Linked DNA regions of Anas platyrhynchos: region 2 is linked to region 1. A link is a contact called in public Hi-C data. All regions are on one chromosome and are shown on one strand. Each heading gives the region's core, a stretch centred on a gene start, on an enhancer-like site or on the middle of the called end of the contact. The rest is flanking DNA. Distances are from core to core; before and after follow the strand shown.

Region 1 (6,011 bases), core at 3,226-5,725:
AGGCCCCTAAGACCATCTAGCCCAACCTTTAACCTACTACATGTCCACCACTAAACTGTGCCACTCCACTATTTCCCCTCATCTTAGCACTTGGTGTGTGAATCTCACAGTAAAAACAGTGTACGTATGGAAAGCCTTAAATTAAAAAGAAATCATTTTATAATCATTGCTACATGTAAGAAGCACAATGACAAAGCAGATCCCATCTGCTCATTCATTTATAGACCATGCTGCTCAGTCACAAAACAAGCCCATGACTACCTTGCTGAAGAAATACATTATCAGTGCTCGTCTTGACAAGAAGTTTTTTATCTGAAAAGAAACAGAAGATTAAAAATATTGCATTTATCTGAAGGTACGCACAGTTGGACCTCCTCAACTCTACTATTTTTTCCATAGTAAAAAGGAATTGGGTGTGGGGGGAAAGTTTTTTTTAATTAAGTTATGTAAGATAATTAGAGAAGGAAGTGTTCATTCAAAAAAAATGAAAAGTTCTTTCAGCAGAGAGAACACCTAAGCTGTGCTGGCTGTAACTTATATCTGTGCTGCAACTCTTACTCTACCTGTTCTTGCTTGTTCTGAAGCCATGTGTAAATAAAGCTGGGCTGTACTGCCTCACTGCCAACTCTTGCAAGAGAGACCACTGGGAAGGATTCGTGGTGGGAACCATTCATTTGCAGACCTACAAGAGAAATGCAGTTTCTTCAAAAAAGCAGTTGCTGTCACTTTAGTCCTAAAGAGATACATCTGTACTGACATCTGCTAGACCTATGACTAGAAGGCTAAGGACAAGTGGAGTGGAAAAGTGTCTACCTGATCCTGATGTCCACAGCTTTGGTCCCCTTCTCATAACATGAGGACTTTGGACTGATCCGTGCCAAGGCGAGTTTAAATCCAGAATTCCCACCTTGGAGGTTAAAGCAGGTGAACTAAAAGGTGAGCCAATATCAGACCCAGGTGATGTCTTTGAAGGCATTAGAGGCGATTTAACCAGGGATGCCATGGAGGCTCTGTGAATGACGTTAGATCTCTGTGACTGGAATGGCATGTCTTCTGTCACCGCAGCTCCTGACAACACAAACACACTGTGTGTAAACAAACAGGCTGGCTCGTGTGCAATAGGTAATGGGTCTGCTATTTGATTGCTATTTCAACAGCTTCTGTATTGTCAGAATTCTCATTAACAGACATTGTTCCCACTGTGGTCTTGCAAAGTAGTAAAAATCAACATGAGTATGAAGCATTTTAAAAGTTCATCAGTTAAGGGAGAAGATCTTTCTGGACCACCCCCCCTTTGCTAACTAGCACTACTATGTGCTGGTATGTATCAATGTAAAGTGTACTTTTAGTATTAAGTACCAGAAAACAAAGCTGCTTAAGGACAATCCCTACATAAGAATGCCAATTCTTCCTGATTCTGCTTGGTACGTTAGAAAGACACGTCAGTGTCAAATTCCAAGGCAACAGCAGCACTAAAAGAAATCCACCTCTGACGTGCCAACAATTCCCTGCTGCTCCCAGGACAGGAGTATACTTGTGTCCCAGGCACTGACTGCTACGGGATTCAGTTACCTGGCAGCTCTCGTGCTAACACAGCTCTGCTGCCAGGAACGATGCCTGAGTCCGTCATGTGAAACACCCCAAATGCCTGCCAACCGCACACAGCTCACTCAGGTCGAACTGGCTTTTCTTTTACTACCATGATACTCAGTAAATTGCATGAACTTATTCAAAGTCCCTATAACAACAAAATAAAGAGCAATTTTACCATCTTAAACTGATCACAAGAGCAGCCACACAAATTATAAAACCTTTCTTGGCAAGACTGAAGTTCTCCCTGTACTAGGCTCAACCACTTACTTGAGCTGTGATAGTTACTTTCTTAATTAATGCAAGTGTGGAAAAATACACTGTATTGAACACATCGCACAAAGCAAACCAAGCAAGCATGCTCTTTCAAAGTTCTCCATTTTTATTCTGGGGTTATTGCAACAAGAATAATTGAAATGAAACTGTGGGTGGGAAGTGTTTGTTTTTATTGTTTCCATTTATTTGCAGAAAACCCCACTACTCATTCTTCCATATAACTTAACTCCTATTAATGTACCTCTGTGTAATGCATAGGTATTTCCATGCTTTATAAACTCTTACAAGCATTTCCTCACAATACCTGGAGTCTGTGGAAGTACTTTCATCTCTCCTGCTTGCTGTTTTGCTCTCCCATTTGCTGCTGCAGCTTCCTGCTGTGCGATCAGCCGCTGGGTCAGATCAGTTAGAAGACTCAAACACTCCCTTGATATTGCAGTCCAGTTGTGAGGGTGCCCACCTAGCAGTATGCAGACAAAATGAAATGCAGTAGGCATGTTTGATCCTGATGTTCATCACTGCATCTATTCTGACCGTGCACATTTGCTCTCAGCTTAAGCTTCAAAGACCATAGCATCATTCAGTTTCTGAAAAGCCACAGTGTTTTCACTGTGACCGTTTATTTATACTGAAAGGAAAATGAAAACACGGACAGATTCTACTCCCTGTCAATGAGTAACTCTAAAAAAGACTTCAGCAAAACCCATTAAGCAAGTGGAAAATGCAGGCAGTTTGGCCCATCAGATTTGAAGTCTGCCAAACAACTAAAATGAACCAAGTGATACCAATGGTGATGGTAAACAATTCTGAAGTAGTGCAAACATCAGAATTCCTGATGAGGTGCCATAAAGTTTTTGAAGTCTTTTAGGCAGTTTCACTTGCCCTTCTCTGCCCTATCTTTGTATATAGCAAGAGGCTTGTGTACTAATTAGAATCATAGCCATTGTTTGCTTTCAAAACTCCAGTGGTGACTCATTATTTATGCTCAATTTAATCTCACATCTGACCATTAGGCTTACATACACATCTGTTAGATTACTCAGTTTAGACTATTTGATTGGTGATGTCAAGAGGACCCTGCTTTCAATACTTTAAGACCTGTGTTTCCTCATGGCTGTCATTTAAATCAAACAACAGGGACCAATATTTATTGAATTTAGTACGTGAAACAATATGAATACAGGTAATTAAGCATTCTTTTGGAACAAGCATCAGAGAAATGCTTTTACTTATGAGGTCTTCCAGCTTACATAGCATACATCATAGCATTCAAAAAAAAAAAAAAAGACTATTAAAGCATCAACTAGCATTAAAAAAAAAAAAAGGAATTAACATGAGAGCGCTTTTATAATTACCTGGCTGACTAAGGCTAAAGACTTCCTGCCGTCGAACAGGGGAATACTGGGAAAGCAACATCAAGTCTTGTAAGGCTAAGAACTGCAAAGGAAAATGTTTTAGTTCACACAAAGTCCAAGTGGGTTCCTTAAAAACTGTAGTTCCACAAACAAATACAATTGCTAACAGAGACTAAGTTTATAAAGACTAAAACCAGAACAGTGACAGGAAATAAAGAGGCAGCAAAGGACTGAACATGTCCCTGGAACCACTTTGGATGGGGCTACTAAGTAGAGCATCAGAGAACTTTACCATTCTTTAAAAATGACCTACCACAATATTTTTATTTATTTCTTTTTTTAATCCTAACAGCTAATAACGCAGACAGAAAGAACTCAGAAGTCTAAAGACAGAACTGTTTTAGCAAGCCAGAGCTCAGCTGCAGCGCGCCATACGGTACAAAAGCTAATACTGCTTTCTTCATGTAATTAAGTAGTTAACGTGGCAGTCCAATGACAGCCGGATTTCTCTCACTATGCAAGACCCAATTATAAGCTAGACACTTTAGTAACTGCTGAGATTATAAAGTAGACTGTACTGTGCTCAATTCTTCCCCACAGATCCTTTGATAACACAAAGCTTAAAACAGAACTCAAACGAATTGCAGCTTATTATACCTTTAGTTTTATCACAGATCCATATAATCATTAAGTATGGAACTTCCACGTGCAGAATATTACCTTCATTTATGTGATTCTTCTTATATGAGGTCAATTTTATTTAATTGTAACCAATAAATTTGATTAACGTCTACCACAGACAGACCAAAATTCTTCTCCTTTACTCCCAGATTTCAGTTGTTTTTGTATTACTGTCTTTTGAGAAAAAAAATCTCAATTCCCAACAGAAATATAGGAGTAATTTTTAATTTCAAGAGAGATCACATGTTAGAACTCAAATGTAAGTAGCAGGAGCAAAACGTTAGAAGTGTACAAAGCTATGACAAAATTCCTGTTTACCTGACAGAGACCCAAAGCTGAAAAAATTAAAACAAAAAAATATATATTTTTTTATAAAAAATATATATATTTTTTTAATAAAAAATATATATATTTTTTTAACCTTTTGTATTAGTATCAGTTCAAACTAGCACATTTGTTGCAGACAAATACATCTCACCTCTAATTAAAGTAGTCTGTCTTCAGGCTAAAAGCAGTATAGCATAGTGAGCACCAGCAGATGTCACTACTAACCAAGTTTTCACCAAGTGAAACTGCCTTGTTGAGTGTTCTGAGGAAGCTTTTTGAAGAACTAAGAACTGGCACCACTGCTAAAGTAACTGCTACACAGATCACGGTTTCAGAATCACCTTCCTAGCACACATCTGTCCAGGAAGATGGTGGAAGACCACTTACCTTTATAATCAGGGGAGGGTTGCTGTTTAAGATTTTAGGCAGGCACTGGTCTGTCTCCTCAGCAAAAGTTGGCTGAACAGGAAAATGATGTGTCTAAATATAAACATCAGAAGCTGTGTTATTCAGAGCAAAACACGAGGAAAAAAGCTTATGAAACACCACACCTGAGCCACTACTTGTTAGAGGAATGATGAACTACAAAAGCACGTACACAATTGCTTCAACTTCCTGTAAAATAGCTTTGAAACTTAACAGAAACAGCAAGAAAAGAAGTCTACTCTACATTTAAAACCGCAGTCTTAGAAAATCCAACTATACTTATCTTCAAATACCTTCCACGTATCCATATAGTTACCTGCATCATATTGCTACAACAGTACTCTAGAATACATGTCTGGGGGAAAAAAAATCTAGTAACACCACACACAGAAACAAGACAAATCTACACTATACATCTGTCTTATATAGCGTAACCAATATGCTGAAAACCAGACGGGTTTCCTCATCAAGTAATGAAAGACTTTAGAGTTCCTCTCTTACACTGTTTCACTGATTGTACTGGGTCTGGCTGGAATGTTAACTTTCCCGGCAGCAGCCCATACCACCACACTGATACACTAAGAAATTCTTAGCCATGACATCCACATTCTGTGATTTGACAAATTAATTTCTGATCTTGCAGCTACATTGTTTAAAATGTAAAGTACAGTGCTTAAAAGTTTTATCAAATATTTCATCTTTTTAATATTACTAAACATGAACCAGTTTGGGCACAGATTACCTGTCTGTCCCACGTCACTGAACTTGTATTACAGACCATTGTTTTTTCTCCTCTTCCCTTTCCAACTACAAAATGGAAATTTATAATAGCAATTGCTTTCAAAGGGTTAATAAAGTGATTTTGCATAGAACTGATCTAAGTTTACACCTTTACTGCCTTTTCAGTTAACACACTGCAACCATTTGCGAACAGCTCTGGAAGTGTTTTCAGCTAATCAAAAATTTCAGGCGAGTCAGCTTATCTTTTGTTCAACAGTCAAAAGGGCAACATCCATTTTATACCTTCACAACTGGATGCTTCTTTTCTTTTCCATACTTTTGTAACTGATACAATAATTAATGACTTACAACGTCCACTGGCACTTCAACTATTATCCTCTGACACAGGTTGTTCACACATCAGAGCTTCTGTTCAGCTGTCTACAGATTCTGACATCATTATAGCAGTTATGCTTGACTTGTTGGTAATTTTTCCACATATAATCACAACATACAGTTTTTTCCACATATAATCACAACAGAGACCTTTTAAAATTAAAGCTAATACTCCAAGAAGCACTGTGTAACCTTTCATCCCTTAAGAGCGCTTCATACCAGTACATTGGCCAGGGATTT
Region 2 (5,544 bases), core at 2,468-4,967, 180 kb after region 1:
AAGGAGCTCATAAGAAGCTAAACTTGCAAAACTCCTTCAAGAGCTGACACATGCAAGATCGGGCCTTAGAAGAATGTTACAGCTGTAAAATGTGAAGTACTTTCTGCATAGCAAACTCCTACTTAACTTCTCCAGTAGCTGAAAGGATTTGGTATCTCACTCCGAAGATTCAAAATGTGGCAATAGTAATCTTTCAGCATGCCAAATAAAAGTTTTGCATAAATGCACATCACTACAAATGCGTTCATGTGATTAAAATTAATGATGCAACTAAATAATGAGCATTATGAGTTTAGGCAGGGCACGTTTTCAGCCACGATTGACACATTCATGGTTTTTCCACCGTTTGTCTTTGGAAATCACTTAGTAGGCGTAAAATCTTAACGCTTAAGTATGTATTTACATTTTAAATTCAGAAAAGCACTGAAACCAAAATTAGGAAGTTACAATCTGATGCCTTAAATATAAAGTAGCGGCTTTGGCTTTGTGTTGCCCAAATACAGGGCTTTATATTTGCTGCAAACTTCATTGTTTTTTCTCTGTCATTCAAGACAGAAGTGTTGCCAAGGGGAAGAAGGCACGTTGTGCCTACACGGGGAAAGAGCTGAGCAGCTTTCTGTAGATGTTATTTTAATTTTGGAACTGGTCTTACCTGGAGTTCCCAGAAGATGCTACGTGTATGTCTATGGTAATAATGTCTCGAGGGAATGTATTCAATCCCAGTCCTGTCAGCTTTCAAATACTTCTCCACATGCTTGAAGAACCATGGCTTGTAGTAGTTGCCAATTCTGTTTATCTACAAGGAAACATACACTCATTAGCAAATCCCAACATGGACGACAATGACACCTTACCAGACAACATTAAGTACATCCCCGAAATTCCTTTACCATGAAGGATCAACATTATATCCTCTGTGACAGTTCAAAAGAGACTGTCTCAAGAAATCTAGAAAGCCTTCATTTCTCCTTCTTCCGGCCACATGCACAGCTCCCTCTTAACATTCTTTTCACGATGAAGAATTTAAACAAGGCCTGCATGTTATGGGCAGGGTAATAGGAGACCATGAATGTGGCAGAACCAGATTCCTAAGACACTGACCTCTCAACCCATCATTAATCCGAAGCCCCACTGTGGCAGAGGAGAAACATCCAGGTTGAGCAACGCAGTGAACAGACAGCACGTCCATTCTATAAACATGCCTGATTTGTCTTACTAGTAGCATTAACTGCATTAAGAGGTGCTGGGGAAAGAGTTGCTCTGAATAACTGCAGGTTGAAACAGAGTATATGAAAAAAGATACTTCTCTTCCTCCCTGGGTACTGCAAAGCAAAGGCAGATTAAATTATTTGCAGTGATAACGGAAATCAATGGGTCGCTTCCCATCAATTGAAGAGATTTAGAGTACAGACTCTGCTGTAGTAACAAAGAGCTGCAATTTAAAGCATCCTGGAGGACAGATCTAAGTTTTCATCCCATATTAAGAGATTGTTCTAATCTTATAATGATTCTAGTTGTATAATGTCATATGGTAGCGTAGCTCCAATTAAACCTTGGGGGCATTGTTTTCATTGTGAATAACTTCCCTTTAGTTACCTTGCTTTGTTCAGCTTCATCAGTCAGGACTCCTGTCATGATGACTGCTTCGTCCAAAGAATATACGAGTCCTTCCACAAAATTATTCTCCTTTTTCTTAGACTCTTCGGTAAACTTTTCACAAATATTCTGCAGTCCTCTTACGGGCTTGTAATGGATTTTGACGTATTTCTTGGCAGGAATCATTTTTATTTCTGCTGCAACCAGGAAACCCAGAGTACCACAAGACCAAGGCACTGCATAAAATAGGTCTGAATTTTCAGTCTGCAAAAAGTATGTCATACTCAATCATATATCCATACTGACAAGGGTCAATGACATTGTAAATGATAGCAAAATAACATTTTGTCTTACTGGTGTACATCTCACAAGGCTTCCATCAGCAAGAACAAGTTCATAGGCCACACAGGTATGTTGAAAAAGTCCATAGATATGGGATGAAGACTCAATGCCAGTTCCCATGATCAAACCACCTTGTTGAGAGAGCACATAACAAACCAAATGAAACACGCTTCAAAATGAACGTGATTTACAAGAACAAAGCTTTGCTTTTGAGCTCTGGGTGTGGCTTTTAAGATTATTTGGGAAAAGGAAAAAATAAGTGCTTGTAACACAAATACCTTAACAGAACACCGAGTATTTCAGGAAACTTTTAAATAATGCAAGGCGCTACTGCATAAAAGCAAATGAAAACGCAGCAAAATCCATCAGTCTCTTGTCATCACAACAACTCTTACCTACTGTAAGGTCATCGAGCTCTGGCACCACAGGAATAGTCCAGCCCATAGGATTCAGGTACGCAGTCAGCTGGCCCATGGTGACCAAAGGTTCCACACGAACCACCTAAAAAGCCAAAAAAAACCCCAATCCTCCCATCAGGCATAAGCTAAGTGTTTGGCGTTAGTGATGACAAACCATGGCTAACTGGATTGTAGTCCCATCTGTTATCAGAACTCAGAGCCTGACTTCCCCAAGAGCGCTACTAAAAATAGTTGGAACTGTTTAGTGATTCCTCCCCTGCCTCAGCATCTTGTTGCTCAGTCCCCAAGCCCATAAATCAATCTGGGTTTTCAGGCTTCAGCACGTAAAACTAAGCAATCCCATATGCTGTTTTTTTGGACAGAGTGATCCAAGTGCATGTTGTAAAACCCGAATATTGGTGGGTCTGCAGAGCCTACTGCCAGGAATATCCTTTGTTCTGGATGGGGTCGTGCTCCTGGGCTATAACCATGGCACAAAATGCTGTAGGTTTCGGCGTTATGGAAGCGTTGTGGGGAACGTTACCTGCCGCTCGCTGTCCACTTCCAGCACATCCATCAGGTTGATCATGATGTTCTTGTGCACCTTCTTGTACTTCCCCACGCGCAGCGACACGGTCAGCCAGCCGGGCCGCCCGGTGCACATGTACCTCCTGCTGCCTTCATCCTTCCACTCCCGAACCTGCAGGGAACGCCAAGAGGGAGACGCTTTGAGCCAGAAACACCCCTCCTGTGGTGAATTTTCCCTCAGCATGACAAATATTTATAAATATTGCCATTTCCCAGCGGGTGGGTGACCCACCGCTGGCTGACCGACCCCTGCAACCCCACAAACTTACGAACCAAACCCCACCACAGGGAAGGCGCTGATGAAGGGGGGCACCTCCAAACCCCCAAAACCTTTAGGATTTAACCTCGGGACCCCAAATCCGAGCCCCAACCCCCCCCCGGAGCCCCCCGGAGCCCCTCGGGGGCCCCTCACTGCCCATTTTTCTCCCCCCCCCCGGTGCCGTGAGGGGCCCACCTGCCCCTGGATGTGCCGGACCCGCTGTGCGTGCAGCCTCGGGGCGCTGTGCAGGCGCCTGACGGCCCAGGCGCGGAGCTGGTAGTAGACGTCGAAGAGGATGGAGAGCGGCAGCAGGAAGAGGCAGACGAAGACCCAGCGGTGGTGCACCAGCACGGCCTCCAGCCCGCGGTGCCGCACCCACAGCAGCAGCAGCAGCAGCCCCGCGCACAGCGACCACAGCGCCGACATGGCGCCCGCCGCCCCCCTCTCCTCAGCCTCTGCCTCAGCGCCGAGCGCGATCGCGATCCCGGTTCCCGGCTCCCGCCTCAGCCCGGCGCTAGGACCCGGCGCCGCTGCCGCCCCCCTCCCACCCGCGCGCCCCGCGCCGCTATTGGCCGCCGCGCTGAGGAGAGGGGAGGGGAGCGGCCAATCAGGGCGCTGCGGGGAGATCGGACCAGGCGCGGGGGGCGGTGATTGGTTGGGAGGGGGCGGGAGCCGCGCGGCGCGCGGAGAGGCGGGACCGGGAATACCCCGGGGGAGGGGGAGGGGGGGGAGAGGGGAGGGGCGGGTCTGGGGGCGGGGCTAAGGGGAGGGGGCGGGGCTTGGGGAGGGGGCACCACAGGGGAGGGGGAGGGGAGGGGGGGGGCACCCTTGGGTGGGGGCACCCTGGGGGGACAGGGACAGGGACAGGGATAGGGATAGGGATAGGGATAGGGACAGGGATGGGGATAGGGATGGGGTTGGGGATGGGGTTGGGGTTGGGGGTCCTGGGGTGGGGGTCCTGGGGTGGGGGCACCCTGGGGGCTCATTGATGGGGTGGGAGATGCAGTGGGGGCACCCAAGTGGGGGCACCCTTGGGAGATCAGGAGCGGGGAGGGGGCAGGCTGGGGGCACCCTCACGGGGACAGGACCTGGGGCACCCCCAGCGGGGTCAGGCTGGGGTGGGGGCTCCAGGTGGGGGCACCCATGGGGATGGGGATGGGGTCTGAGGGCCTGGGACCCCCCTGGGTCAGGGGCTGGTGGCATCAGGGGACAGGGCACAGGTCCATCAGGGTGACAAGAGCAGCGGGGTTCAAAGCTCGGCAGCCACACCTTGTGTCTCCTTCAGAAAACTGGGAGCCGCTGTTCTGGGCCTTGCTCGTTCTTTTTTCCCCGTTTTTATCAAAAAACTCACCTGCGGCTTCACTGCTCCGATGTTTTGAGGTGGTCTCCTGAATTTCCAGCCTAACTTTATTCGCAAATTGCGTTTATTGCATTTGAGGCCAGGCTGTACTACGCTGGTGCTTTTCCTTCTTGTACCTGAATTGATGTTATCGCCTTTTGTTTACCAATTTGCCTGCTGGCTGGAATTATGCATGACAAAGAAGTTTCCCGTGTTGTAGGAGAGGTTATTTTAACCTCCGCGAAGGAGCTAAATAATTGTGCTTGATCTGAGAGTGGTCAAGTGCAGGGCTTATTGGGTAACAGCATCATTTATTCATAAGGAGATATTCATACCTTTGGTGTAAATACTACTTTGATTTTTTTTTTTTTATTTTATTATTTTTTTTTTTTAATGGAGATCCATTAAAAGCGTTTATAACGTTTTCCGTGCTCTGCTCTTGTTTTTGTAAGGCCCTAGGCAGCAGGAAGGGAGCAGGTGAGCTTAAAGACTGCAGTGCGAAAACGTGCTCTGGAATAGAGAAATGAATCATTGTTAAGATCACAGCGAAATTGCCTATGTACACACCGATGCCAAGCACAGAAGATGCAGGAATCAGGAGGGAAGAGGAGGGGAGATTTTTTTAAGGCTGATATTTTTCAGTTTTAGCTATTTTAGGCGCGAGCAAAACATCATCCAACAACCAATGTCAGCTTAGCAAAACACCATCTACAAATACGGTCAGAAAAGCTGAGATTCCCCCGGTATCTCCTGTAAGACTAAAACCCCAATTCTCTTCAATTACCATTTCATGTGTGCTTAAGCTGTTGCTGCTTCCCAAAAAAGCAGTCCTCTTCCCTTCCTCCTCGCCCTCCCTCGCCTGCCATCCCCGCCGCCCACTCACGCTGTTCTGGGCATGCTGTGCGGTACAAATGCTTCTGCTGTCACTCTGTACAACAGGTTGGAGAACCCATCTGACTGAAGAGTTAAACTGCTTTTTAAATTCATCTTTTCCTGCCCGGATCAGCTCTCTGATGGAGTTC

What was found. Hi-C and Micro-C count contacts between places; a contact is called where the count stands out from the background.
Region 2: a contact with region 1 is called in a Hi-C map of liver, with 2.2 times the contacts expected there. The contact joins the promoter of DHCR24 here to the enhancer-like site in region 1. A contact is called at or near these places in 2 of 8 Hi-C or Micro-C datasets (liver and subcutaneous adipose tissue).

Annotation. Positions count from the first base shown.
Region 1 is chr8:34,287,991-34,294,001 of IASCAAS_PekinDuck_T2T, forward strand. It overlaps NDC1 (NDC1 transmembrane nucleoporin), which reads right to left. Exons shown (of 18, transcript XM_027462870.3): 9 at 4,617-4,709; 10 at 3,222-3,303; 11 at 2,171-2,326; 12 at 814-1,068; 13 at 564-682; 14 at 262-312. Among named protein-coding and RNA genes, the nearest start is that of NDC1, 9.9 kb to the right of the region's middle. Within about 2 kb of position 4,476, at least 1 of the 8 cell types and tissues checked has an H3K27ac peak or open chromatin away from gene starts, as enhancers often do. A contact at or near this core is called in subcutaneous adipose tissue, where this site is marked.
Region 2 is chr8:34,471,152-34,476,695 of IASCAAS_PekinDuck_T2T, forward strand. DHCR24 (24-dehydrocholesterol reductase) reads right to left here and starts at 3,718. Exons shown (of 9, transcript XM_027462418.3): 1 at 3,379-3,718; 2 at 2,881-3,036; 3 at 2,334-2,439; 4 at 1,951-2,069; 5 at 1,597-1,860; 6 at 653-796. The coding sequence starts at 3,609.